Regions from separate parts of the Mus musculus genome. Here regions 1, 2, 3, 4, 6 and 7 are each linked to region 5. A link is a contact called in public HiChIP or PLAC-seq and promoter capture Hi-C data. All regions are on one chromosome and are shown on one strand. Each heading gives the region's core, a stretch centred on a gene start, on an enhancer-like site or on the middle of the called end of the contact. The rest is flanking DNA. Distances are from core to core; before and after follow the strand shown. Region 1 holds the start of 4921536K21Rik (RIKEN cDNA 4921536K21 gene). Region 2 holds the start of Slc35e4 (solute carrier family 35, member E4). Region 3 holds the start of Rnf215 (ring finger protein 215). Region 4 holds the start of Sec14l2 (SEC14-like lipid binding 2). Region 5 holds the start of Ddx56 (DEAD box helicase 56). Region 6 holds the start of Gal3st1 (galactose-3-O-sulfotransferase 1). Region 7 holds the start of Tbc1d10a (TBC1 domain family, member 10a).

Evidence for each region. Promoter capture Hi-C pulls out the DNA fragments that hold promoters and counts their contacts. HiChIP or PLAC-seq counts read pairs in DNA pulled down with a chosen protein or histone mark. Capture Hi-C pulls out chosen DNA fragments and counts their contacts.
Region 1: a promoter capture Hi-C map of adipose tissue shows a contact between it and region 5, with 6 times the contacts expected there. The contact joins the promoter of 4921536K21Rik here to the promoter of Ddx56 in region 5. A contact is called at or near these places in 1 of 39 promoter capture datasets (embryonic stem cells), 1 of 115 datasets of contacts at active chromatin or transcription factors (astrocytes) and 1 of 9 other capture datasets (adipose tissue).
Region 2: a contact with region 5 is called in a promoter capture Hi-C map of adipose tissue, with 8 times the contacts expected there. The contact joins the promoter of Slc35e4 here to the promoter of Ddx56 in region 5. A contact is called at or near these places in 1 of 39 promoter capture datasets (liver), 1 of 115 datasets of contacts at active chromatin or transcription factors (astrocytes) and 2 of 9 other capture datasets (adipose tissue and liver).
Region 3: an H3K27ac HiChIP or PLAC-seq map of double positive thymocytes shows a contact between it and region 5, with 17 times the contacts expected there. The contact joins the promoter of Rnf215 here to the promoter of Ddx56 in region 5. A contact is called at or near these places in 1 of 39 promoter capture datasets (liver) and 1 of 115 datasets of contacts at active chromatin or transcription factors (double positive thymocytes).
Region 4: an H3K27ac HiChIP or PLAC-seq map of hepatocytes shows a contact between it and region 5, with 36 times the contacts expected there. The contact joins the promoter of Sec14l2 here to the promoter of Ddx56 in region 5. A contact is called at or near these places in 1 of 39 promoter capture datasets (liver) and 2 of 115 datasets of contacts at active chromatin or transcription factors (astrocytes and hepatocytes).
Region 6: a contact with region 5 is called in an H3K27ac HiChIP or PLAC-seq map of embryonic stem cells, with 6 times the contacts expected there. The contact joins the promoter of Gal3st1 here to the promoter of Ddx56 in region 5. A contact is called at or near these places in 2 of 39 promoter capture datasets (both in liver), 1 of 115 datasets of contacts at active chromatin or transcription factors (embryonic stem cells) and 1 of 9 other capture datasets (adipose tissue).
Region 7: a promoter capture Hi-C map of liver shows a contact between it and region 5, with 5 times the contacts expected there. The contact joins the promoter of Tbc1d10a here to the promoter of Ddx56 in region 5. A contact is called at or near these places in 3 of 39 promoter capture datasets (cranial neural crest, liver and pre-B cells), 1 of 115 datasets of contacts at active chromatin or transcription factors (embryonic stem cells) and 1 of 9 other capture datasets (liver).

The regions. Positions count from the first base shown.
Region 1 is chr11:3,893,540-3,897,302 of GRCm38.p6, forward strand. It overlaps 4921536K21Rik (RIKEN cDNA 4921536K21 gene), which reads right to left and starts at 1,587. Exons shown (of 3, transcript NM_026150.3): 1 at 1,301-1,587. The coding sequence starts at 1,548. It overlaps Dusp18 (dual specificity phosphatase 18), which reads left to right and starts at 1,701. Exons shown (of 2, transcript NM_173745.5): 1 at 1,701-1,978; 2 at 3,404-3,763. The coding sequence starts at 3,473.
Region 2 is chr11:3,913,033-3,916,664 of GRCm38.p6, forward strand. Slc35e4 (solute carrier family 35, member E4) reads right to left here and starts at 1,632. Exons shown (of 2, transcript NM_153142.3): 1 at 1-1,632. The coding sequence starts at 155.
Region 3 is chr11:4,132,385-4,136,459 of GRCm38.p6, forward strand. It overlaps Rnf215 (ring finger protein 215), which reads left to right and starts at 2,776. Exons shown (of 9, transcript NM_027859.3): 1 at 2,776-3,179; 2 at 3,430-3,573. The coding sequence starts at 2,889.
Region 4 is chr11:4,116,097-4,120,192 of GRCm38.p6, forward strand. Sec14l2 (SEC14-like lipid binding 2) reads right to left here and starts at 2,633. Exons shown (of 12, transcript NM_144520.2): 1 at 2,529-2,633; 2 at 585-660. The coding sequence starts at 2,582. It overlaps Gm51934 (a long non-coding RNA gene), which reads left to right and starts at 2,253. Exons shown (of 3, transcript XR_003949841.1): 1 at 2,253-2,864.
Region 5 is chr11:6,265,608-6,269,298 of GRCm38.p6, forward strand. Ddx56 (DEAD box helicase 56) reads right to left here and starts at 2,122. Exons shown (of 14, transcript NM_026538.3): 1 at 2,053-2,122; 2 at 1,811-1,972; 3 at 1,204-1,364; 4 at 905-1,075; 5 at 709-799; 6 at 1-149. The coding sequence starts at 2,112.
Region 6 is chr11:3,981,624-3,985,340 of GRCm38.p6, forward strand. It overlaps Gal3st1 (galactose-3-O-sulfotransferase 1), which reads left to right and starts at 2,013. Exons shown (of 4, transcript NM_016922.3): 1 at 2,013-2,217; 2 at 3,318-3,535. It overlaps Gm46265 (a long non-coding RNA gene), which reads left to right and starts at 3,542. Exons shown (of 2, transcript XR_001780153.1): 1 at 3,542-3,624; 2 at 3,684-3,717.
Region 7 is chr11:4,184,930-4,188,830 of GRCm38.p6, forward strand. Tbc1d10a (TBC1 domain family, member 10a) reads left to right here and starts at 1,904. Exons shown (of 9, transcript NM_134023.1): 1 at 1,904-2,170. The coding sequence starts at 1,962.

The DNA.
Region 1 (3,763 bases), core at 337-2,836, 2.4 Mb before region 5:
TAGCCAGCACAGTGATTGGTTTGCTGCTCCGACTTCTGTTTGGTTTGTTGTTGTTGATGTTGCTTAGTTTATTTTACTTTTGAAATGATTGGCAAACCACTCTAAAGGAAACCAGGGAAATGACATACGTGCTGGTGAAGTATTTCTGAATACAGATTCCCAAACAAACAATAGCAAAAAGGGAAGAACCACACATGAATTGACTGAAACAGAAATGGCTGTCTGATACACACAGGAACAGAAGGAATACAAATAACAACTTATACTAAACTCAGTCTCTATTGGTTAGCACATCAGAATAAGATCATCATAAAATACATTCATAGTCAGACAAAACAAAAACAAAACAAAAACAAAAAAACAGAAAACACCACCACCACCAAACCCAACAAACAAAAAGATGTATATTTTGTGACAAGGTCTCGTGTATCCAGGCTGGCCTAGAACTCCCTCTTGAACTGAGAGTGACCTTGAATTTCCAATCCTCCTGCCTCCAGCACCTGAGTGCTTGATTACAATCGTGTGCAACCACGTTCAGTTAAGAAGAAAACAAAGCACCTTTAGGGGGATTCTAATAACGTTCTCCAGTTCATTTTCCTATGAGTTAGGAACAACTGTGGTCAGGCTGTGCTTGCTAATACAAAGGAACGAACATTGAAAGCTACCCAGTTCCACTTTTCTGGTTTTTATGCAGGATGACTCAACATACCCAGGTGCGGATGGGAAGACAGAGTCAACGGTCAGGAATTTACACACAAGTCTAAGTCCTATTTTCAACCAAAAAGAGACTAAATATTTAAAGACCCTCTTTACTTAGTGATGCACCAAATTTATCAAGTAATAAATACTGGTCATTTTTGAAACAAATTGTGTTTCCATAATAAATCCTCTGTAGGACTTGTTACATCCTTGGCTGATGCCGGTTGAAGAAGGGGGACAGGATTGGAGTCAAACATTGGGGAACTGAAGGCTTTTCAAGGACGCTGGAGAATGGGAAGGCCTGGAGTTGCCAAGTCGATTGGAGCCTGAGACCAATTGCAGACGTCAAGCCTACACTACGCCAGGGTCAGGATTCATTCGGAAGGCTAGAAACGGGACAGTGCCTTCGGCCCAGAAAACGGGCTTCTGAAGGTCCTACGGGTTGGCCTGAGTCTGAAAAATCCTGCGATCGGAGACATTGCTGCGATCAGAGGAACATCTAAGGGCGGAGGTTGGGGGGGGGACACGGCTGGAACAAAGTGAGTCGGATTCCCTTACGGGGTCCCGGGTCTGACAACTGCTTTGTATACCCGAGCCACACCTGAATAACAACTTGGGGAGTGGGGACCGCGGCCGCAGGAAGTAGATCTGTGGTTGGACGTGGAGGCCAAGATCCGGCTGGCTGTCCAGTCTCTCGCGCCGGAAGTTCGAACCAGAAGCGGTAGTCTCTTCGGTACCTTTCCTGTAATCCGAGCCCAAGTCCCATTTGACTGAAGGCCTTCTGGGCTGTGTAGCGGTCTCTGACTGGCTAGAGAGCGACTCAGGAAAGCTAGCAAGACCTAAAACCATGGTGGAAAGACACGCGGTCGCAGAGCAACTATCTACACTGGAGTGCGTTGCCTGGGAGACAACCGGCAAGCAGACCGCGTGACAGTCTTTAGGCGTTCTTTGTGAGGCTCTGTTGGGCGTGTTGCCTAGGAGACGAAGGGTGAGTGGGCGGGGCGTGCAGGCGGTGGGTGTAGCAATGGTCCTTCTGGCTACTTGGCGCATTTCTGTGAAGACAGGCAGCCCACCCAGCTTTTCCCAAACGCCTGGGAACTGCGTAGTCCTTCGAGGTACAGAATCAGTCGCGGGGTCCCCCTAAGCCCCGAACTGCCCATTGTTCCGCGAGGAGAAGCCGTTGCTACCAAGGTCCGGAATCATGAAGGGCCCTCTCTTTCTTGGAGAGGGTCGTCCGCGGCTCTGCCCTGAAAGATTTCGGGGGCACTGAGGGAAGGAGGTAAGATTGTTTGAGTCTTGTCACCACGTAGAGAGGCCAAGCTTCCTAGGCTTGTTGTGGCACCTTCCACTCATCTACTTGTGGACTCTGTTCCACGTTTATAACCCAGAATTTAACCAGCGCCCCACCTATATTTGCCAACTTTCTCCAGAAAGTGTAATCCACCAGAAATATCAGCCTTCAGAACTTGCTGTCTAATGATGAACAAAACTGGTTTTCCTCGAGTCTCAGGTTTCACGGCTACAAATTAACTAGATGCCAAAAGCCTGGTTGGTTGTAAAATGTAAAAAATGGAGATGACGTTTCTGTTTCCTCTCCTCCCCTCTCCCCCCCCCTCCCCCTCCCCCTCTTGAAACTCTTGAAAGAGTTCCAGTAGTCTGGTCAGGAACACCACATCTTGCTTCAGCTTCCAGGTCTGCTCTACCATGTCCTACTGTCTGTGATCGCTTCTTACTATCTTTGCAACTCTATAACAAATGCCTTTATTTGTCATTCCCACAAGCTTTGCATTTTAACTTTACCTCTGAAGGGACTGAAGAGAGCAGAAACAAAACCAAATGTCACTTGGAAGTCACATTCCTTGGAAGGCAGGAACAGGGAGACAGAACAGTGGAAAAATAACTGATTGGCCTGAGGTTACCTGAATGACTTTTCATTCTGAGAGGATAAGTTAGGCCATGACCTTATGCTAGCTGAAACTGGCCTGCCTGGGAAATCCTGATTTCTCAAAGGTTAATTTTAAGAAAACAGCTTTGTTTCTGTGACAAGGAAAAAATTAAATCAAAACAAACAAACAAAAAACCCTGTAGTTTGTTTCCTCAGCTCTTTGTTGGGGGGCAGGACCCATAAAGCAAGGGCCCCACCTTTCTCTTCTACCTCCTGAATGCTGCAGTTCCAGGTGACCATCACCAAGGCTCTTTTCTACTTGCTCTCAGTTGACTTTGAGGTCATTAATGTTGGAAGTCACACAGCTGAGCAGAGAACATGAGTTTCCACTAGCTGTGCTGTATGTAGATGACACCAGTCATGTGTGCTGAAAACAGCTAGACTTGCTGGCTGGTTATGAGAAGATGGAAAGACTTGGCATATCACTTTCCCTCTTGTCACCTTTAACCTTTGGGTCCAGTTCTACTTAACGTAATCGGAACATATCCACCCTAATGTTCTTTCAGTGGCTTCTACTCCCTCAGCTCCTAACCACCCTCTTTCTCCTGAAACCACCCCAGTAGACCTAAGGCCCGTCCCTTCCATTGTTCACGGTCTCTCTGGCCATGGCTGGCCCCCTTCCTCTGTGTGAAAAGACCCCCAGCACTTGGGCAACAGTTCTGGCTCAGTGATGTGAATGTTGGTGTAATCACTGAGTTCTCTGCTGTGCTTCTCGATTGATGGGTTCTTGCCCTCCAAACTTCCTCCTCCGTCCTGCAGGTTTCAGTGGGCACAGCCTAGCAGAAAGATGCAAGCTTAATACGGCACGGACTGTCGACTTCCACTTTGATGACTTCACCGTGGAGTGCCTTCCCAGTTCAGATCCCCCAGCCTTCGATCAGAGGCCTCTCGCAGATCACCAAGAGCCTGTTTATCAGCAATGGTGTGGCTGCCAACAACAAGCTCCTACTGTCCAGCAATCAGATCACCACAGTCATCAACGTCTCAGTAGAGGTAGCAAACACCTTCTACGAGGATATCCAGTATGTGCAGGTGCCTGTGGTCGATGCGCCCGTCGCACGCCTCTCCAATTTCTTCGATTCCGTTGCCGACCGTATCCATTCGGTGGAGATGCAGAAG
Region 2 (3,632 bases), core at 382-2,881, 2.4 Mb before region 5:
GCCACAACCACTCTCGCCGGAGCAGGCTGCCCAAGGACCTGGGGTTTGTCCGGAGGCCACTTGGGGCGGCCATGCTCCTGGGCACTTCCAGCCACAGCAACTGCTTCGGCTGAGGTCATCATGCCTTCATGGTGCTCCAGTGGGCAGCGGCACATCCGCACCAGTGGGGCTGGGGCAGGAGGCAGGCTTTCCAGGGAGTCGCTGAGCCTGGTCCTGATTCCTCGGACAGGAGAGGGCAACACTTCAGGTGCTAGACTCTGAGCCAGCCGATAATTCTGGTCAGGGAAGAAGGTCGTGGCTGCTAAGATGCCGGACTGGCTGGTGTCCACCCAGGCCTCGTAAGCCCTGGGCACCTCCCGCACCAGGGGAGGCCTTCTCTCTTCTCCGCGCCCTAAGCTCACGCGATGCTTTCACACCGAATCCGTTTGTCTTTTTCCATCTTTGGTCCCCAGACTGTCAGGATGAGGTCACTGACTGACCCCGACCGCCTGCGTGTTTGGTGCTCAGGCCCGGACCAGGTCTGGCAGGGTCGATAATATTCCGAGCGTGGGAACGGAGGTTGCAGCCGTCGCTCCCCTCCCCCAGCCCCCTTTAGCCTTTTACTGGACCGGGAATAGACGCCGATAGGCCGGCGGACGCGGAATCGCGAGCTCGGACTGGCTGCAGCCTCTCAGGATGCTCTGGCTGTTCTGGCTGCCGCTCGGCTCCCGCGGTGGATCTGGCAGCTTCGGGCGCCGGGCTCTAGTCCCTCCCGAGTCCCGCGCGGCTCAGCGCTTCCCGGCCCTGCCCTCTCCGCCGCTACCGAAGCTGCGCTCCACCCGGAAAGTTGGGCTCAGCCCGGGCCCCGCCCACGAGTACCAGCCCCGGAGCCCGGCGGACGTCTAGCCCCTCCCACAGCCTTTGCGCCTCCCGACTTGGCTTGCGCAGCTGCGGCCGCGAATCCCTTAGTGGAGAGTGTGGGTTGTACCAGCCACCAACCGGAATCCGGATTGTCTCCAGCGCCAAGTAGAGCCTTCCTTAAAAAGACCAGTATCCAGTGCTGGAAACCCTGGGCACTCTGCAGAGCCGTCCCCAAGCTGTCTGCCATCGTCGAGAAGCAGGGCGTTGAAGTGAGACATACCACATCACCTGATCCCAGACCACAAAGGTCTCCTTGAGATCTTGGAATTCAACGGAGCTAGACCACGTGGTCCCTTAAGGCTGCCTCATCTTGTTCCCCCTCCATTCCACTCCAGATCTTTTCTCCCCCTCTCAAACCAGGGCGGCGCCCCCTCTGGGGCAGCAGAAGGGGAAATGAATCACCAAAGCTAACCACAGCTCCGGGAAGCAGGGTACAGCGGGCCGGCATCCATCCCGAGCTAGCCGACTTTATGTGCTGCTCCCTAGGCATTCCGAGGTGACTCACAGCTGGGTTTCATGAGGCCCACGGAGCAGAATCCTGGATGGTTCCCGGGTTTCCCACCTGAATTCAGGTTAGGGTAAGCAGCTGAAACCCAGGGACCTGTTCCCAGCCCAACGCGTGAGCAAGAATCAAGGTCCATCCTGGACTCTTTCCGGTAATTGGATTTCTGGGGAAGCTCCCGCTCACCTGCACAGGCCTCACCCGGCTCTGTTGTCAAACAAGTCCTGGATGACAACCTGCCTAGAGAAACAAGATCGCAAAGCGCAACTGTGTAGCCCGGCCCGCAGCGCCCTCTGGTGGTCGTGACTCCGCACTGTTGCAAGCGTTCCTAATCCCTTCCCAAAGAAATTCAGGTGAAAATAAGCCAGTCCCACCTGAGACCTAAATCAGATCTCTGTCCCAGATGAACCAGGAATCTACACTGTCACACTTGCCTCCGATGAGTCTGATACCCGCGGGAACCCGTAGATCTCTGCTGAGTAACCCAAGTTGAAGGGCAGAGAGTGTAGGTAGGAGACTTCCAGGGAAAGGATCAAAATCTGGGGCATTTAGATAGTTTTTCCAAGAAGAGTTATGGGAGGGAAACTGAATGAGCCTCTCCCCTCCCCCCTCCAACACACACACACACACACACACACACACACACACACACATTTTTTAAGAAGAGGAATCTGGGCTTTCAGTGAACTATATTCCTCTGGGATTTTTAATCCATTATCCACTAAGCTTCTTTGAATTAAAAAGCATTTCTTCCTATTTAAATTTTTTGTTTATTATTAGTGGTGTGAATGTCTGTATGGGAATGCTGAGATTACAAGCAGGTGCCTCTGCCCACTTCTGTGCCCATTTTAAAAAGATTTATGTGCATTGGTGTTTAGCCTGTCTGTCTATCTGTAACTATGCATGGATGTCTGTGAGGGCATCAGATCCCCTGAAACTGGAGTTACAGACAGTTGTGAGCTGCCATGTGAGTGCTGGGAATTAACCTGGATTTTGTGGAAGAGCAGCCAGTTCTCCTACTGCTGAGCCATCTCTCCAGCTCCTTGAACAATTTTTTTGTTAGATATTTTATATGGATGAGTGATTTGCCTGCATGTGAGTGTGCGCACCATGTGCATGGCCGGTGCCTGCAGAGCCAAAAGGGCATCAGATCTCCTGCATCTGAAGTTACTAGTGGCTGTGAACTACTATGTGGGTGCTAAAGACCAAATTTAGGTCCTCTGCAAGGGCAGTAAGTGCTTTAAAAAAAAAAAAAAGACTTATTTTATGTATATGCATACACCACTGTAGCTATCTTCAGAAACATCAGAAGAAGACATCGGATCCCATTACAGATGGTTGTGAGCCACCATGTGGTTACTGGGAATTGAACTCAAGAGCAGTCAGTGCTCTTAACTGCTGAGCCATCTCTCCAGCCCAGTAAATGCTTTTAACCACTGAGCATCTCTCTAGCCTCAGAAACCCATTTTAACCTGTCTCAACATCAGACTGTATTTTACTGTGGATCCAGAGCCAGGAGGCCCGGATTCAAGGAGGATATCACTGGGGTAGAGGGCTCATTCACGTTCCTTAGGGTCTACTCAAGATCTCAGAGCAGCCTATGCCTCCCACAGCACCCCTCAAATTTGAGCCCTACTGTATGAGGGGCCCACCTCCCTGCGAAGCCAGGGGTGCAGGAAACACTTCTGAGGGAGGCTGGGAAGCAAAAAAAGAACCTCTCCCTAGTGACTGTGCTGCAGAGAGAGGTATGGTCTGTTTTTCTTCGGGCTTCAAGCCTGACTGGGTCATTTCTATATTTGGGCTCAAGTGTCCTGTATGTGACCTATGAGGAGACCACAGTGACAAACACACTATAGACCAGAGCACCACCCCACAGCTCTGAGTCAGAAACCAGGCTGGAGAAGAGCTGCTGACATAGGTGACACAGCCTGAAGCCCCATCTTAAGAAAGAGATAAAGATCCAGGCTGGCCTCAAATCCCTTCTGCAGAAAAGGATAGCCCTAAACTTCTCATGTTTCTGCCTCTGCTTCCCAAGCACGAGGATTACAGGTGTGTGCCACCAAGCCTAACTTTATTTTTTTTTAGGATTTATTTTATATATATGAATATACTGTCACTGTCTTCAGCCACACCAGAAGAAGGCATCGGATCCAACTACAGATGGTTGTGAGCCACCATATGTTTGCTGGGAATTGAACTCAGGTCCTCTGGAAGAGCAGTGAGTGCTCTT
Region 3 (4,075 bases), core at 1,526-4,025, 2.1 Mb before region 5:
ACTTTACTTATTTACATCCATGCTCATGGAGGGTTTTTTGTTTGTTTGTTTGTTTGTTTGTTTTTTTGGTTCATGTACATGTCTTCCTAGCTGGATCTCCACTCATACACTGAGGCAGGTCTTTCACTTGGACTTGAGCTAGCTAGCTTAAGGGGTTCTCTGTTTCCAGCTTCAGGAGCTGGGATTATAGCCCAGTGGCCACCTAATATTTAAACCAGTGTTTAGAGGTGATCGCTGGTTCCCACACCTGCACCGCAGTCTCCCCTGCTGAGTGGTCTCCCCAGCCCTTCTTTTGCCTTAGTGTGCTATTTTTCACTTTATCGTGGGCACATTATTTATTTTTAAATACTATTTATTTATTAATACTTTTTGTCCAATAGGGTTCCTATAGCTGTGATAAACACCATGACCAAAAGCAACTGGGGAGGAAAGGGTTTACATGGCTCTCACTTCCACATCATAGTCCCTCACTGAAGGAAGTCAGTGCAGGGATCTGGAGGCAGGAGCTGATGAGGAGGCTATGGAGGGATGCTGCTTACTGGCTTGCTGGCTTGCTCCACATGGCTTGCACAGCCTGCTTTCTTAGAGAACCAAGAACCCTGAGGTAGCACCACCCACAATGGACTGGGCTCTCCCCTGTCAATAAAGAATGAAGAAAATGCCCTACAGCCTGATCTTATGGAGGCATTTTTGGGAGTGGGGGTTAAGATGGGGTTTCTCTGCATAGCCCTGGATGCCCTGGATGTCCTAGAACTCACTCTGTAGACCAGGCTGGCCTTGAACTCAGAGATCCAGCCGCCTCTACCTCCTGAGTGCTGGGATTAGGGTGTGGGCCACCATTGCTTGGCTTGGAGGCATTTTCTTAACTGAGGTTCTCTCCTCTCATATGACTCCAGCTTGTGTCAGGTTGATATAAAACTGCCCAGCACATTTTTATATCTAGTTCTGCATGCAAGGAGATCGCATGTATCATGGCACATGTGTGGAAATGTACGTCAAAATATGGATGTGAGTGGGGGAATGTCAAGTCATGGGTGAAGGCCAAAGGACACTGCAGGAGTTGGCTCTCTTCTTCTGTCATATGAGTCCCAGGGATAAAACACAGGCCCTCAGGTCACCAGGCTTTACCCACTGAGACATCCTACCAACCCTATTTTCTATGTAAGAACTTTTTTCATTTTTATTTTATTCTATGAGTGTTGGCCTGCTGCACAGGCATGAAGTGTACCATACACATGCAGTAGCCTACAATGGCCAGAAGAGGGCGACAGATCCTCTGAGACTCTCAAGCAATTGTGAACTCGCAGTCCATGTGGGTGCTGGGAATTAAACCCAGATCTTCTGAAAGAGCAGCCAGTGCTCTAATTACTGATCCATCTCTCCAGTTGCTACACACGTCATTTAACATCTTTTTTTTTTTTTAAAGAGGGTCTCACTGTATAATAGGCTGGTCTCAAACTCCTGCTTTACCCTCCCAAGTGCTGGGATTACAGGCATGCCCATCATAATGTAGTTTTTCTGTCATTAAAAACAAACAAGCCGGGTGTGGTGGCGCACACCTTTAATCCCAGCACTTGGGGGGCAGAGGCAGGAAAATTTCTGAGTCGGAGGTCAGCCTGGTCTACAAAGTGAGCTCCAGGACAGCCAGGGCTACACAGAGAAACTCTGTCTTGAAAAAACAAAAAAACAAAAACAAAAACAAACAAACAAAAAAAACAAGACCAAAAAAACAAACAAACAGCTCTCAAGCACTTGAAATCATCAAAATCGTGTTCTCTATTAAAATGTTAAAGTTGTATTTGAGTCTTTAATTCACATGGTTTTCCTTATGCACGGTGCAGTAGGGGTCCAATTTCACGTCTTTTCCCGGTGGTACCTAACTTTGTTGTGATTTAGCAAAGAGCAAGCCATAGCACCTCCTCCCAGGTCCCCAAGTGCAATACCTCCTCTGACAACCAATTTTACATATGTGCTGACTGATTTTATGTCAATTCCCTGTTTGCAGGCCAGCCGAGCTTCTTCTCTACATCTCTGTCTCCTTCTGGGAATATTTTAGTCATTGCATCCTGGTGGCTAACCAGGTTTCTATTTTCTGTAGATTTTAATATTTTATTACAAAGTGGGAGGGGGTGTTGCAGCTCATTAGCTCTTTGCCCTTTTATCAGGGTACAATTTGTAAAAGGCTCAGGTTTCAGATTGAGCCAGCTACCAGCAACCACAAACCTCTGGGCTGAAGGACAAATTTTCGGACAAAAGCGGAACCTTCTCATTCCAGTAAGCACTGGCGATCATGTTAGAAGCAAGGCAGTGCAGGTTTAGATCAAGTCCATTTTACAGGCGAGGACAGCCCAGTGCTCCGTGCCACTATGGCTCTGCCTGGTTTGTACAGCTTCGTGTGCCCAGCCCTCCTCCCTGCTCCTTTAAAACCATGGCCTCAGTCTCCCCATCTGCTTTCTGTGATTCTCTGCAGCCTGCTCGCTGATCCCATGAAAGAACACTGACCCAGAGGAGGATGAGACATAGCCTTGACAACACCGTAGGTCAATCAGCCCAGACCCTTATACCTCCCTCGCCCCTACATTTCTCCAATCCTGAGACAACCGCACCTATCTCCACTGACAGACAACTTGGTGAGCTCTCCAAGGCTCTAAGGTATTTGCTCCATCGCAGCTCCTCAGGCCTCCTACATTAGGTTTCTCAGGAGCCACCAGGAGGCGCTCTCGCTGTCAAGCACCAACTCAGCCCCCCCCTCCCCGCACCGCCCCCTCCGGCTGCGGCCCCGCCCCTCCCGGTGCCGAGCCCCGCCCTGTCCGGCGCGGCCTGGCTCACTCTGTTCTCCCGGTCCCCGGGACCTTAGACTACGGCCTCGCCACCTCTCCGGTCGGATCATGGGCTCTGCCGATCGCCCCGCGCTGAGGTCGCCTTCGTTGCCGCCCCCTCCCCCATCGCCGCCGTCGCCGCTGCTGCTACTGCTGCCTCTGCTGCCTTTGTGGCTGGGCCTGATGGGCCCGGGAGCGGCGGCGGACGGCAGCGAGCCGGCGACCGGGGAGGGACGGGGCGGAGCCCGCTCAGTGCGAGTGGATGTGAAACTGCCGCGGCAGGACGCCTTGGTTTTGGAGGGCGTCAGAATCGGTCCGGAAGACGGTCCGGAACCTCTGCTGGGTGGCCGCCTGCTGCTGGTGAGCTCAGCCCCGCCTAAACTTGCCATGACCCTCGGATAGACCCCGCTGTCTTCATCCAGAAGCTAGCCCTTGACAGCCCAGAATGCTACTACTTCCCAGCCTTCAGGAGTTGGCAAACCTGACAGCCACATGCCCCTTCCACACTCATTCCCGTACCCGTACCCTGACCTTGCGTGCTTTGTGGCAGACCCGGGCTGCCTCTTCTATTCCCCTTGCCTCCTTCTTTTCATGGCTCCTCGTTACACAGATGGATGTCGTGGATGCTGAGCAAGAGATACCCGTAGATGGCTGGATTGCAGTGGCATATGTGGGCAAAGAGCAGGTCGCCCAGTTCCACCAAGAGAATCAAGGCAGTAGCCAGAAGGCATATCCCAAGGCTCTGGTCCAGCAGGTGCAAAGGGTGTTTGAGGGAAGGGGAGAAAGAAAATGCATTCGAAACATCTGCTAGAGCCAGGCTAACAGGTGGCCTATGAGGAGCCTTTCCAGAGAAGCCCTGGGCCCGAGTGGGTCAGCAAACACCAGTATGGAGCATCAAAGCAGTGTGATGGGGAGGAGGTGGAGAGACTTGCTGGGGAAAGTGGACCTGCTCTGGTGATAGGAGCTGGCAAGGGTGGAGAGCTGCTTTGCTAGGACTAGGGCCAATGAAAAGAATTTTGGATCCTACAGAATGAAAGGAGCATAAGTTTCTCACACACATGATAATGTACAAATTTCTTAAAATCAAGAATATTCTTTATGTAACTATGGTGTAGGAAAGTTAGCATCTATAAAATGTTGTGATCTATGTTCCATAACTAAATATTGCCTTAGTCCACAACCATCGTGTGTTGCCTTTGGCTGTCATTATCTCTTCGGCCTCCAAAACCATCCCTTAGCTTTGGCTTGACTTCAGG
Region 4 (4,096 bases), core at 1,383-3,882, 2.1 Mb before region 5:
ATCCTGACACTAGCAGCATGTCCCCACCATTCCACAGTTGGTCCTTGTCATGCCATGTCTTGCAAAAAGGTTAGGCACCCTGCCTAATCCACTTCTCAGAGGAGGAGCCTAGAGATCTGTGACCTTGGCCCAGATGTCACAGCCACGCTGGCACATGGCTAAAACTAGAACTCAAGACCCTGGTCTGTGGAGGGGGGAGTAATGCCTTCCTCAGTCCCCAAGCACAGTCCCCTTCATTCAGGCTGACAGGATCAGGACCCCTGGTTTTAATCTCAGCTCTGGCTTCAACTTTCCACATAGTAGGGCCTTTCTGGGCCTTAACTTTCCTTATGTCTGCAGAGCAGACTTACAAAGTAAACGAAAAGGCTGCTGACAGTCCAGACCCAGAGACTCGCATCTTCTTCCTGCCTGCAGCTCACCCAGCAAGTCCCTTCACCTGTCTGAGCTTCCGTGTCTGTATCCTGTAGAAGGGCTGGGGCCTGGGGGGATTGCCAGCTGTCTTTCTGTCCCAGCCTGCCAGGGATTCCAGAGGACATCCTTCTATTGTCCAGAACACACCCCTGTCCCAGCCCCTCTTCCCTCACCTCGGAGCCATCGAAGGAGGAAGTAGTCATCTGGATTGGGCAGGGTGGGCAGCACGTCCTGAACATTTTCTCGGAACTATAGGGAGAGACAGCTGGGTGAGTGGGCGGGCCCATCTCCCTCTGCCCAGAGCACTCCTCCATCGGGGCCTTTGCCAGAGCCCTCCTTTACAACGATTGTAGACACTGGCTGTGTTGCAAGGGGAGCTGGGTAGGAGAGGAGGGCACAGAAAGGGAAGAGGACACTGCCCTGCCTCACTTATGAGCATATCTCCCTGCTAATCTGATGGGCAAGTGGGTGTGTTCCCAGCCAACAGTGAGAGATAGCAGGCACTCTGGCCATGCCACAGCAAACGCTGTCTGTATGCCAAGCACCTGTCATGTGTACAGCACTGGTCTTGGCACTCTCCCAGAGTCTTACATCTCTCCCAGAGCCCCTAGAGGTGTCGCTGTCCCCATTTTACAGATGGAGAGATGAAAGACAAAGAGGCTCAGCAACACTTCCAACATCTGGATGCAGATGTGAGTCCAGATCCAGGCTCTTTCCTCTGCAGCCTTCCTGCCGCCTTGGTAAAGGAATGGGGAACAAAGGAAAGGAAGCTGGTAGTCTCAAATGACTTTGTTCAAAAATGATAGTGGAGCTAGTTTGAAAGACTACAAAAGAAGCCAAGGGAGGGGGGTGGACAACCATGATGGAGCAGACAGCTCCTGCAGGTGGCCACAAAAGGGAAACATACTAGGAAAGCCACCAAGGGAGGTGGACAGTGACCCAGGATAGCCACCCCTATCCCTGATCTCTCACTACCCAGTAGTAAACAGGCAGCCCCAAGCCTCCTACAACAGCAGAGACCTTTATCTGGTTACTGACCTGTAGGACACCTCCAGAGAGGACCAATGAGGACTGGCCACCTCTGCCCTTTGCCTTAGGTCAGCTAGGTCTAATCAGACCCTCCCATCCCCCAAAAGCAGCTCCCAGAGTTAGGACAATGGTCATCTAAACAACAAGCAGAAGGCCACCCTTCACCAAGGACCTCACCTAGCCCCTGGCTTAATCCCCACCAAACCTATGCCCAACAGACTTAGCCTGCACGTCAGCAGCAAACCTGGCATGGGAAAAAAGTCACACACAGCAGCCACATCTGCTGCCACACTCTGGAATAAATAAGAAACTGCACAACTGGGAACACTGGGGCTGGACCCCATCAATTCTGATCCCGTGCAACTGAGGAGATAAAGTCTTTTGGCCAGAAGTGCCAGCTCCCGAACTTGAATGGAGTAGATAAGTCCCTGTCTGCCCAGGTGCCAAGGCAAAGCCTGGTCAGGTCCTTTCCTTTTGAGTGGCATCACTAAGTTCAGGCAAGGGTCTGGGTTGCCAGGGTGGGGAGAGCTCTTCTCTCCGAAAGGATTCCAACCTAGTGAATCCCGGACATCTTAGACTTCACACACAAGAGGTGCCCGACAGACAACTCCTCTAATTTCATCGAAGAGCACAGCACACAGGACAGGGTTTGGCCCAAGGTCGCACAGTGACTTAGTGCCTTGAAAGAGCTAGGGGGAGTTTGCCAAGGAACTGTCAGGGACCCTTCCATATGCCACTGCCCCAAAAGAGAAAAACCTCCCGGAAATGGGAGGAAACCTGGGGCCCTGCCCCTGTCCCACGGCCCTGCTACCAGTCCCTGCCAGCCCGGAGGATGAATGTTGCCTTTGTGCCCTCAGCTGCCTCCCAAGGCTTCCAAGCAACCACTTCTTCCCAAGGGGGCACCTCTGGGGCTGCTCATGCTGAAGATCGCGATGACCAAACTTCCCGAGGTCCTCACCCTGAAGGAGAAGCGGTCCGCTGGGCACTAGCCAAGCGGGGGCGATCAGTCGCCCGCCCGCGAGGACAGTCCCTTACAGCCGCTTTTCAGCCAGGAGCGAGGGCCACAGACAGACCAAGAGCAAGCTCACCTTGGCCAGTGCCTCCTCCTGTTTGGGGCTCAGGTCACCGACTCTGCCGCTCATCGTGGCTCAGCCTTGGGGCGCGGTGCCTGCGGCAGCTGATGGAGCTCCGACTCGTTTGCCGCCGCCGCAGCCGCTGGAGTAAAGTCCCAGTCTTTGGCCGAGGCCCCGGGGCTGGCGGCCAAGACCCGCCTCTTAAAGGAGCCCGAGGGGCGGGGCGAGACGCGCAGAGGCCCTGGATTGGAGCCAGAATGCTTGCTCATACACCTGAGGAGCTACTTGGGTCTGGATCCTCATCCTAACCAAGAGGAAGCTGGAAAGCTCTAGCAAACGACGTCTTCTAAGGTGCGACTCCACAAGGCTGGACCGGGCTGCTCTCATAGCTTTCCTTACCCCAAAATGTTGACAGCTCTCTGGTGCCCACTGAAAAGGGATGCCCCTTAAGCGTCTTTCTGCCTGTAGGAACTGTGGTGTTCACTCTGCCATCTGCTTATGGTCACTACTACCAGCTCTGCTTGGGAGTGAGAGTTGACCCCCAGGGTTGCCGATGTAACTCAGTGGCAGAAGGCTTGCCACTGAGTTACGCGCACGACCTTAAGTCGGATTCCCAGCACTGCATGGTCATAGTGGCACATTCCAACACATACCTGAGATCCCAGCATTGGAGAAGCAGAAGTTCTGATCACCCTTAGCTTATTTATTGGGCTTGAGGCAAGCCCAGAATACAAACAAATAAACCAAATGGAGTGGACAGCCTTTTCCCTCTACCTGCAGAGCAGGCATGGTAAAGACCATGGCATCTAGCTGAAGAGAAAGGAAGACCAGCCTCCCCACTAAGACCCAGGTCTCTGCGTCTGATCTTCCCTGCTCTCTGGGAGCCACACCTGAAGCTCTCACATCTCAGTTGGCATGCTCTGCTTCCTCTGTGGAAGTGAGGAGGCTCAGGTTTGAGGGCCCGTGTCCCACGGGTGTCTACGGGGTCCTTTGCCTCACTGCACTGTTGCTTCTTCTCTAACCGAGGGTGATCATGGGCAGGAGGCTAATGGAAGTTAATGTACACAATTCTCAGGTTTGACTTCTTGTGGCCACCTCCTTGCTGTCCATTGCTGGCTGCCTAGCCAGATCTTGGCCGTAGGCTAGACAGAGAGGAAACCACACTGGAAGCCAGAGCCCACAGCAGCCCTGCTGTGCTTATCTGCTTCCCAGCTCTGGCCAAGAGCCTGCGGACTCCCCGCTAGTGACAAGTTTGACTAGTGAGTGGGTGGACTCTGACAGCTGTAGCCTAGCAGCCTCTTGTCCAGCCTATACCATCAGACTGCCTCCCGCCCCCCAGTTACTACTTCTGGCTCACACAATAGAGTTCATAGCCTTCTCCTGCTAGAGCCCTCGCCACTTTGATCTTACTTCCATGGTGATACCTGGTCACAGGGCCAGGGCCATTTTGTCTTCCTACTGTATGCCAAGCAGGAGGCATTGTTCTGGAACCCAGGAATATTTAGACACCACCTTTTGGTCCCAAACTTACTAAAGAGAACACAAGAGCAAGGCAGATGGCCAAGAAGAAGACAATCCTCAAC
Region 5 (3,691 bases), core at 872-3,371:
ACAAAGAGCAAGGCTTTGCCCCGAATCAGTGACAGCTTGAGCAGGGCATACAGCAGCAAGAACTTGTCCTCTTCTGTCTCACAGACCACCTGAAATTGCTGGAGCTGGTCTGGCCCCGGCAGCTGGGACTCCTGTAACTTGAGGGTAACCTAGGAAGAGGACAGACCTGTGATCAGGAAAGAGAAGTGGTTCTGTGGACACTGCCTCACTAACCAAAGCAACTACATTAGTGCAGGATAGAACATGTCTTTAAGGGTTTTTGGTGTGTGAGCCACTGCCCCATCCCCCACCCCACCTCAGGGCTGTAACCTAAGAACTCAAAAGTACCCTAACTATTGTGGTATTAGAAACAAACTATACATACAGCATCAGTGTACAGCACAAAGACAAACATTGGGAGTAGACAGGATACAGAATAGAAGCCTGCACAATGGCTGGAAGTAGAAGACTGAAATGTACACAAGGGGAACTCTGGTCTTAGAATTTGGCTCCCTTTGGAAACGTGACCCCAAGTGACTTCCAAGCAAAGCACAGTTTGGACTAGGGAAAGCTATAAATATATAATGACTTCAAGTGACTTCCTTTCAGTGATTAAGAATTAGGAAAGACATACCTAACAAAAATAGTCCCCCCGCAAGCGCCAGAAGTTTCCTGAGAAGGATCAACAAGTTCAGAGACTTGGGTCTCAGTCCCAGATGCTCCACTTACCGGGTTATGCAGTACCAGCTCCTTCAGAGTTTGTACATCCTCATTGAAAGTGGCCGACATGAGAAAAGCCTGGTAAATCCGAGGCAAGTGACTGAAAGAAAGAACAGGGCTTGATCAGGCTCCAGCCCACCCATTCCACTCCAGTCCCAAGTCCAGACCCTTGCAGGTCTAGGAGCCACTTCTGTTTCTTCCTTACCAGAGAAGACTCTTGAGTTCATCCTCAAAGCCAAAGGAAAAAAGAAGGTCAGCTTCATCTACCACCAGCAGCTCTAGGGAGTCCCGGAGTTTCAAGGTGTTCTGCTGCAAGTGGCTTAACACTCGGGATGGGGTTCCCACCACCACATCTGGCTTCTCCATCAACACAGCTCTGCAGGTGGCAAGGATTTAGCAGCCAGACCCTCGCCCTGGCAGACCTGCCCAGGCTAGCCACTCACACCACCAAGGGCACACACTTGCAAAGCGTTCTCCCTTTGGAGGCCTGCAGGTTTCACCCACCTCTGAGAAGCTGAGTCTTCTGCAGCTGAGACGTTAGCCACTCGCACATCCCGAGCACAGTAGGCAGCCAGTTGCTGGATCATGGCCTGGGCCTGCCGTGCCAGCTCCTTGGTAGGAACAAGAACAAGGCCTCTCACAGCCTGCTCCATTACAGGACCTGTCTGTAAGAACACCAATTCAAGACCGTTCAAAGTACTGGGTCCGCCCAAACAGTCAGAACCATGTACTGCAACACAACCACCTAGCTGTGTCCTGATAAACTCTTAATTCTGCCCACCTCACAGCACAGGGGGCAGAGCTTTCCCAGGCACTCAAATTTAGAACTTGCTGAAATCACTTAACGTACTACGGAGCTGATGAGTCCCCCTCTAGATAAAAGGTTACTCAAAATTACAACAGGATGGCGGTCGTGGCACCAAGGCCCGGGTTGAGAGCCAAGTAACCTGAACTCCAGCTCAGAGATTAAGCTGCAAATTGACCAAGTTCTCTATGGGCCGCCTAACACTGACACAGGACCTATAGGAGGAACCTTGGCACAGTCGGGCACTTCATTCCCTATTCTTTTGGAGCGTCCTGCCTCATACTCACTGCTCCTCTCGCTACCCACCGCCTTCTTGTGGAGAAGCGACTGAAGCATCGGAATAGCATAAGCTGCGGTCTTCCCGGAGCCTGTGCGGGCGCGGGCCAGGAGGTCCTTCCCCTCCAGCGCCAGAGGAATGGCCTTTTCCTGGATCAACGTAGGTCGCGACCAGCCCAAATCGGTGACAGCCTAAGAAGGAAGAGGACGCAGCTCAAGCGGCGTGGAGTACAGCGGCACACCGGGTAGCAGCTCCACAGCCTACCCCATACCTGCAGGAGCCGGGGATCCAGGCCCATGTGTTCAAAACCCAGCGCTTCTTGGTCCTCCATGGCGTGACTCCACGCTGTCAGTGCGCACGCGTAGGGCGGGACAAACCAACAACTAATCAGCTCTGGAAGGTACGTCACTTCCTGGAAGTACTTTCTCCTGGGTGTCCGACGTTGCTACCAATTTGTGCTGGCTCTGCGCAGGAGCGTTCCGCAATGCTGTCCCTTGAACGCCCTCCGAATTGTGGATGCCTCTTCTCTGGCGCCTCAGCCTTCCCTGACCCACAGAGTGACGTGGGCAGGGCTTTGCTAGGTTATGGTTGGGATCGACCGCGTTTTGGCTAAAGGGAGGCAGCCGCCACTTAGGCACATGCGCAAAGGAATTAGGGTTCTGTGGGTAACCAGAGGCAAATCTCACTGGGCAGAAATCGCGGCACAAGTTGCTAACCTAAGATAAATGTTAAATCAGGCCTTCAGCTACTATGAAGATTTTCACAAATACTGCCAACACGCGGTGCAATCCTTAACAGCTCTTAGAAGAAGAGCCAAGTTGACTCGAACCCTTCCTGGGACCATCTTTCCCAGAAAACGAAAATCAGACTTTGTTACACATGTTAATAAGGCCCATTCTTTGAGAATTCCTTACCAGGGAATGTCCTTAGGACTTTTTCTTCTGTTTTTGTTTTTTTTTTGTTTTTTTTTTTTTGTTTGTTTGTTTGTTTTTTTCAAGACAGGGTTTCTCTGTGTGGCCCTGGCTGTCCTGGAACTCACTCTGTAGACCAGGCTGGCTTCAAACTCAGAAATCCGCCTGCCTCTGCCTCCCAAATGCTGAGATTAAAGGCATGTGCCATCACTGCCTGGGGAAGATTGATTGATTGGTTTTTTTGAGACATGGCCTCATTATGTAGTGGCTGGCCTGGAACTTGGTAGGTAGACCAGACTGGTTTGACTCAGCCTCCCTAGTGCTGGAATTAAAGGCATGCACTACCACCCTTCCTTGGGACCTCTTAAAACACCTAAAGCCAAAAAAGTGTCAGTTGACCTTAGGCCCATTTCTTCTGGGCGCTGTAACTATTGTTAGGGCAATAACAGAAAAGAGATTGGTGGGGACTAAAAACATTTACCAACAGGGTCTTATAGTGACCACCTATTAAGAAAGGGAAAGCCCTCCTGATAACAGGAGGGGCTGAGCTGAAGGAAAAGACCAATAAAAGGGGTCATTAAGTGGGCAACAGGATCAATGTAGAGCACTTCCCTAGCGTGCATGATGCCTTAGAGTCTCAATCAGCAGCAAAGGAGAGGAAAAGGGGGAGACTTAAGGTGGGGCTAGAAGCCTAACTGCAAAACGCTGGACTCTGGCACCTGTGACTGCAGTGAGCTCAAACTGATGATCTAGATCAGTGCTTCTCAACCTTCCCAATGCTGCTACCCTTTAATACAGTTCCTCACGTTGAAGTGACCCCCATCCAGAACATCATTTTTACTATTTCACAACTGTAATTTTGCTACTCTTATGAATCATGATGTAAATGTGTCTTTTCTGCTGGTCTTAGGTGGACCCTGTGAATGGGTTATTTGACCCCTAAAGGGGTCATGGCCTACAAGTTGAGAATGACTGATCTAGACTAACTCCCTACTTTAA
Region 6 (3,717 bases), core at 763-3,262, 2.3 Mb before region 5:
TCTAAATTTCCTCCTAACCCTTCACGAGCCAGGCCTCTATTGTCTGTCCTGTTCTTCACACTCTAAGCTCCTCAGGGACTTCTCACTGAGCTCCAGACAGGAAATGCCTTTTCTAGCCCGACATTCCGAAGTCCTTCCACAATCCTCCCCAAACACAGCTAACCCCATTCCTCGTACCAACCAGCCTTAGGGTTTCTGTGTCTGCAATGAAACATGAAACACCATAACCAAAGAGCAGACTGAGGAGAAAAGCATTTGTTTGGCTTACACTTCCATGTTGCTGTCCGTTATTGAAGAAAGTCAGGACAGAACTCAAACAAGGCTGCATCCTCAGGGCAGAGCTAATGTAAAAGCCATGGTGGGTTGCTGCTTAGTAGCTTGCTTTACAAGGTTTGCTCAACCTGCTTTCTTAAAGAACCCAGGACTACCAGCCCAGGGATGACAACACCCATTGTGGGCTGGATCCTCCCCATTGATCACTGAGAAAATGCCTTAGATCTGGATCTCTTTCCCCACCCCTTCACTCCCATTTTTTTCCGAGACAGAGTTTCTCTGTGTAGCCCTGGCTGTCCTCGAACTCAGAAATCCATCTGCCTCTGCCTCCCGAGTGCTGGGATTGAAGGTGTGCACCACCACGAACAGCTTAGAGCTGGATCTCATGGAGGTGTTTCCTCGACTGAGAGGCTCCTTTGATGACTAGCTTGTGTTGACCCAAAACAAGCCAGTACAGGTGGAAGGTGAGCGTGAGGTCTAAGGGCAGCAATAGCCTAGTTTTCCATCCAAGTGAGGTCACTGCTGGTATCTCAGCTTGTGACCTTTGTGGACCTGTCCCCTCACTCCAGGTACCTCTGATGATGGTCCTTACCTGGAACTGTCCATGTATCATGACAGGGTCAGGGTTCTGATCATTCAGTCCTTCCCAGGACATCTTTCCCATAGCCATTCCCCAGAGGCGGTGATACCCTAAACAGGGTAGGCTGGACTTTGCCCTCCCTGAATCTAAGGACCTGATAGCCTGACAGACCTGTTTTGTATTGGCCCCATATGTGGACTTTGTGCTGCCATGGCTGCACCTCAACTGAAGAGGAAGGCAAGAGTTTTGCAGGCTTTGGCTTGTGGACCCCAAGGTCCCCCAAACTGGTGGCTTCACTGTATATGTGGGATGGGGGGAGGGGGCTCTATCTGATGCCATGTTCTGGCATGGCAGTTTCAAGAGGCAGGAACAAAGGGTTAGGAGTTTCAAAGTCATAACCTATAGCCTGGGAGGTGACTCAGGGCCCACAAGGACAAAGAGCAGCAAGCCCATTAGATATGGAAGAATGCCTGGCAGCCAGGCTGATGTGGAATTTTCCCCATTCCACGGTTGCCTAGAAATGTCGGGGGTAGTGGGACTCTGACGTGGCCCATGTGCCACCCGATGGCCAGCTGGTTCTGCAGTGCCCACAGCTGGGGTTAATTCCAAATTAGTTCCCATCCTTGGTTTTCCTTTAGGATGAAGGACAGTCTGAACTCAAACAGGCCCCTACTTACTTGCCCAGACCTCTAGAGGAGGTATCCTCAAGAGGAAAGTTAGCTGAACCATGTAAGTGACTCGGCCCAGGGATCCTGGCGCTTCTTCACCTGTTTTTCTTGGATACCACAAATGTGTTCCTGGCTCATCAGAGGGAGCTAGGAAGACCTATGTTCCACTGGATTCTGAGGAGCTCCAGTGCTGTCCATAAAAGGCTGGCAACTAGTCCTGCCCCCTTTCTCCAGAGCCCAGGCTCCCTTCCCCAACACTACCACCAAGCCCCAGGCACCCTCTATTCCCTTCTGGGCTGGCAGTAGGACAATGGACCCCTTGGCCCATCGGAGACAAATAGTCCTTGTTAGGCCGGAGGCGGGGGCGCAATATTGCGCCCCAGGGAGCTGAATACAGCTTCTGTGCCTCTTGGGCAGGCGGCGCAGGGGAGAGGACGGGAAGGGGGTGGGGGGGGGGAGGGGGCCGTGGCGCCCATTGGCTCTGGCGTCAGGGGCCGGGCCAGGCTGCTGGCCTCACCTGGCGAGTGTTGAGAGCGGGGTGCGGCAGCCGCTGCGGCGGCGGGGCGGGGGCATGGACCAGGCCTGCCAGCGCGCCGGGTCCCGGCGAGTGCGCCCCGCCGCCCAGTGAGCGCCACGGCGGCGGCGGGGGCCGGGGCCGACCCCTGCCACCCGGAGCCCAAGGAGAACAGGGCAAAGGTATGTCGGGAGGTCTTGTACTCACGCTGGCTGTGCCCTGCCTCAGCCTACTTCCTGAACATCTTGCCTACTGGATCGATGGATCGTGTTTGCCCAGCAAGGGATATAGAAATGCTGCAGAGCTGCTTCACCAACACTGTATCCTGCAGGCTCTGGCTGATTGCTTGCCCTGCTCTGGGTGCCCCTCCTCCCCTGACCCCCGGAGTCCCTAAAAATGGGGTGGGTGGGGCTCCAGAAGGTTAGCTGTTGTGCTGTGAGTTCGTTAATAATTAATCCTCTTGGACATTGTGGCCTGGGCCCTAGTGGAGAAGGAGGCAGGAATCTCCCCGCTCCTTACCTGCGTTCCCAGAAGAGGCGGCTGTCACAGTACAAACCGGGGAGAGGGGGGCCTTGGGCAATGACAGACTCTTGTGCTTGGGGAAGGCCTCTCATATGTGTGCCCCTAAGGAGGTGAGTCCAGGAGACAAGGACAGACTTGTCTAGTTAGGACAGGAAAGATCCTATATGCAACAACTACACGGTTCCGGAGCCATGGACCAGTGCTCCATAAGGGGGTCTCAGGTTGGTCTGTTCCCTTAGTGAGAGGCCAACATGAGCCTTCTCTTTTTAACCCCCCCCCGCCCCGCCCCTTCCTGAGCTGGTTGTGATGACAGGCACACATCTGGCTGCAGGGACTGACACCTGACACCAGAGGTTACTGGGCTGAGGGTGAGGATGCCCTGGAAATCTTCAGGAGGAAAGGGGTGTGGAGGGAGAGCCGATCAGAACTCAATCTCTTCCTCTCTGGAGGGGGTGAGCTGATCTGCACTGTGCCTTCAGGCTTCCTTGCTACTTATCTAGAGGGAAGATACTGAGGCTCAAGGAGTCAGTGACTTGCTGAAGGTCACACCGTTGGGAAATGGCTGAGTTCACTGCAAACCACAGTGTGCGTTTTTGTTTGTTTTGTTTTGTTTTGTTTTGTTTTGTTTTTTGGTCCCTGTCTCAGGATCCCAGCCCTACCCAGAAGTCCTCTTGCCCAAACTGGAGGAAAGATGCCTTCCTGGGCATCTCTTTTGCTTCCTGGGTTCTGTGCTGAGTTCTCATAAATCTGTCACTCACAGTGCCTCTCACTGGGCTCCAAGGAAGAACAAACAAGCACTTGCAGGAAAGCAGTGACTCACAGGACAATGGCAATGGGGGACTCTAGGCCCCCTCAGTGGCTTGGGGCAAGCTTCTTGCTTTGGTTTGACTCCATGAAATGTGAATGACTAGAGAAGACACAGCGGGATGGAGCAGAAGTACCCCAAAGGTTACCAGACTGGAGACCTGGAGTCATCAGGTGAGATCTCTCTCCAGGGCAGGGAGGTTAGGCCCACAGTCAGACCCTTTCTGTGACACTCCCATCTTGCCCTGGGTGTGGATAGGGAGGTTAGGCCCACAGTCTTTCTGTGGGCACTCTGTCAATTTTACTGGGTGTGGGCAGGGAGGTTAGGCCCACAGTCTTTCTGTGGGCACTCTGTC
Region 7 (3,901 bases), core at 654-3,153, 2.1 Mb before region 5:
TCTAGAACTGCCATAAACTAACCTGGGATCTTAGACAACTGACTTGACTTTATAGAACCTCGGTTTACCTACCTGTAAAATTGGGCAAGTATAAAAGTACTAAAAGACATGTACTAAAAGTGCATTTTCCCCCAAAGAAACTCCTATTCGGTAAAGGTCATTTCCAGTCCTCCCTCACTCTCTGGTAACCATTATTCTTTGTACCTACAGATTTGCTGCTTCTAGATATTCCAGTATCTATGATTATTAATGATTTTGTGTGTTCAGTTTTTGTTTGTTTCTTTGTTTAAGACAGGGTCTTGTCTTGCTTACCCTTTCTTTTTTGCTTTCAAGATATATCTACATTGCATACTTATTAGTGCTTTATTCTTTTCATGGCTGAATTATGTCCATTGTATGGACATACCACATTTATACACTCTTAATTGGTGAAAGTCATTTGAATATTTTTTCTTTTTCTTTTCTTTTTCTCTCTATTTGACCAGGTAGCATTATTTTCATTTTTCTTCGGTAGAATTTCCTAGGAGGAGGATGCAATGTTTGCACAACTCTGTACGGATGCTAAAGAACCATGGGACTGTACCTTTTTTTTTTTTTTTTTTTTTCGAGACAGGGTTTCTCTGTGTAGTCCTGGCTGCCCTGGAACTCACTTTGTAGACCAGGCTGGCCTCAAACTCAGAAATCTGCCTGCCTCTGCCTCCCGAGTGCTGGGATAAAAACCACCACGCCCAGCTTTGTACTTTTTTTTTTTTTTTTTTTTTTGAGATAGGATTTTTATTTGTAGCCCAGTCAGTCTGTCCGGAACTTGTAAACTGTTTTAGCCTACAGAGTACAGGCATCTGTTATCATGCCTAATTTATCTTTAATTTTTATGTATTTGTGCATGTGTAGGTGTGTCGGTGGGGTGATGGAATTTAAATATAGGAAGTATGTATATACCTTAAATAGATGGAAGTGGTGGTATGCTAACCATATTTCAATAAAACTATTGGGGAGTCAGGCAGGATAGCCCACATCTGTAATCCCAGCACTTGGGAGACAGGGAGGGCCCTAGACTACATAGTAAAGTCAAAGCCACTTTGGAGACCCTATCTCAAAGAAAAACAATACAAATCAACCCTCACCAGAAAGGTGTTGGGAAGAAAAAGGTAGAGCTTAGGTCTGATATATATATATGTGTGTGTGTGTGTGTGTGTGTGTGTGTGTGTATGTGTATATATATATATATATATATATATATATATATATAATTTGGTTTTGGGTTTTGGTTTTTCGAGACAGTGTTTCTCTGTGTAGCCCTGGCTGTCCTGGAACTAACTCTGCAGACCAGGCTGGCCTCGAACTCAGAAATTCGCCTGCCTCTGCCTCCCAAGTGCTGAGATTAAATTAAAGGCGTGAGCCATCTTGCCCGGCTGTTCTGTATTATTCTTATAGGGTCTCCCACGAGCTAATTTGCATCCCCCTAAGCAGAACAGCCAGGTGGTTCAGATCCCTAAGCCCACTTGCGTCTCATCACTGTTCTTGAAAATGACCTGGCGAAGTAGCGCTACCCACGACCCTGTTTCCCATGGAGGCAGAGACCTTAGGACCTCTAGGGAAGCCCTAGACCTTCTGCCAGAGAGCAGCAGCAGGTGACACACCAGCTCCGGGCCAACCCGGAAAAGCCAGACGAGCTAGTCCAGGTGAGTTTTTGTGATTGGCAGCCAGGGAAGGCGGGCCCTTGGTGACGGTTGTCCCGCCCCCTCACGTCGGTCCACTTGGCGCCAGGCTGGAGGAGGGGCGAGGCTCGGGACCCTCGGCACCCATTGGGCGCGTGGTGGGAGCTCCCTGGGTATCCGCCCCCAGCTTTGTGGCAGCCAATGGGCACAGTGCGTGGGAGGGGCGTCGGCAGCGTCGGCGGAGGCCGGGCGGCTCAGGCGGCTGAGGTGGCCGCTGGCGCTCTGGTGGCGGGCGCGGCCGATATGGCGAAAAGCAGCAGAGAGAATGGGCCGCGCGAGCCCGCAGCAGGCGGGAGCCTGTCTGGGACCCGGGAAAGCCTGGCCCAGGGCCCCGACGCCGCCACCGCCGACGAGCTGAGCTCGCTCGGCTCCGACTCGGAGGCCAACGGCTTCGCCGAGCGCCGCATCGACAAGTTCGGATTCATCGTGGGTTCGCAGGGCGCCGAGGGCGCGTGAGTAGCTCTGGGGTCTGGGCCGGGCGCGGGACCAGCACAGGCGTGGGCCTGACCCACCAACGTGTCTCCACTGTCCCAACCCCACAGATACGCCGCAAGCGGCAGCCTACTTTCTACCTACGAACAGAAAGGCCATTCCCTTCCTCCTGGTCTTCCCCAAACCGACTGATCCATACCCTCCAAGGAGAGTATCCCCGATGGGGGTTTCCCATCTCCAGCTCATAATCTCGCAGGTTACTCTGGCCTTAAAGCTTTGCCACCCCCTGACACGCGCACAGATGGCTGCCCCATACTTTGCCCACAGCTATTCTCCATCTCCCCCTACCCCACAGAATCCTTGTCTCGCCACCTCAGTATCGGCACCCCAGGAAATCTTAAGACTTCAGGACTCCGAGCTATTCCAGGTCGCGCTAACCCTTACCTCCAGACACATATCTCAGAAGGATTGACACTGGCCAGCCCCCTCCCAGAGGGTCCCATCTTGACTCCCAGTTTCTTTTCATCATGGAAAGGTCTCTCCTCATTACACACCCTCTGCCAAAAGGCAGCTTTGTCCATTGTCACAGGCAACAGGTGGGCCGACACTCCTTCCCAGTAGTTATAGGGCACCTCAACTCTAGGACTCCCCTGTCAGCTTCATCACAGGGGAGCCAGCCAGTAGACTCCCAGGCTGCCGTGTTTATGTCCTTCCTTCCCAAATCCAGATCTAGGACTGGAGAAGGAGGGAGACAGCACCCCACCCTTGAGCTACCAGGTACCCAGCTTTCCATTAGAGAAAGCTGAGGCAGGAGTAACACCTTCCCTCCAAGCTGAGCATGTTGGGCTACAGATTTGTACACAGCAGAACCCCTAGAAGCCCGCCCTCCCAGAGACTGCGGATGCGATCTGGTGGTCTCTTCAGGAAGATGGCCTCTAGATCCTGCTTTCATTCCACTTGTCTTGTGATAGGAGACTAGCGCCATACCCAGAACTGACAAGCCTCCCTGTCATAGTGTACCTCCCAGTTTATAGAGCCTCACAGGCACCATGGAAGCCCTACGCCAGTATATATTCTCCCTCTCCTCTGACTGATTGTGACTGCCCAGGATGTCCCCAGCTGTTCTTGGGACTTACAGAAGTGCTTGATTATCTTAAGAACCCACTCCATGAAGCTGTCCCATATAAATGTCACTTCCACCATATCACCCTCCCTCCCCAAGAGTCTCTTATTCACGAGGCCTCCTCCTCCTTAGAAGGAGAAAATTTTAAATCCAGGCCTCTGACCTATGTTTCCTCCCACCCACTGGATCTGTCTCTTCCAACCTTTCTTTCTTGCTCACATTAGACTAAGCCTGGTCCAGTTCAGAACCAGGAGAAGCCCTCATTCTCACCTTTCACCCTGTATGAGCTTGTGGGAACCTAGAGAGAGGGTTTAGGCTGTGTTTCAGTTGGGGCAAGATCATCAGGGACCCTTCCTGGGCCCTTCCTCAGGGATCAGGGGCCCAGGAAGGGTGAGGTCTTGAGGGGGTGGGAAAGGAATTCTCAGTTTTATCTGTGGGGTCTTGGACGTAACAGTCACGTTTGCTGGTAAATTCTAAAGCATGAGAACTCTTCTGTGGTTATTGGATTTTTACCCAGATTTCAGGGTGCAGGGCGATATGATAGAGTGAGGAAGGGCCAGATTTAGGGATCCTACCTGCTGGCTGTGTGACCTTGGGTAGATCTTGAGTCCCTAGCCTGTTTAGTCAA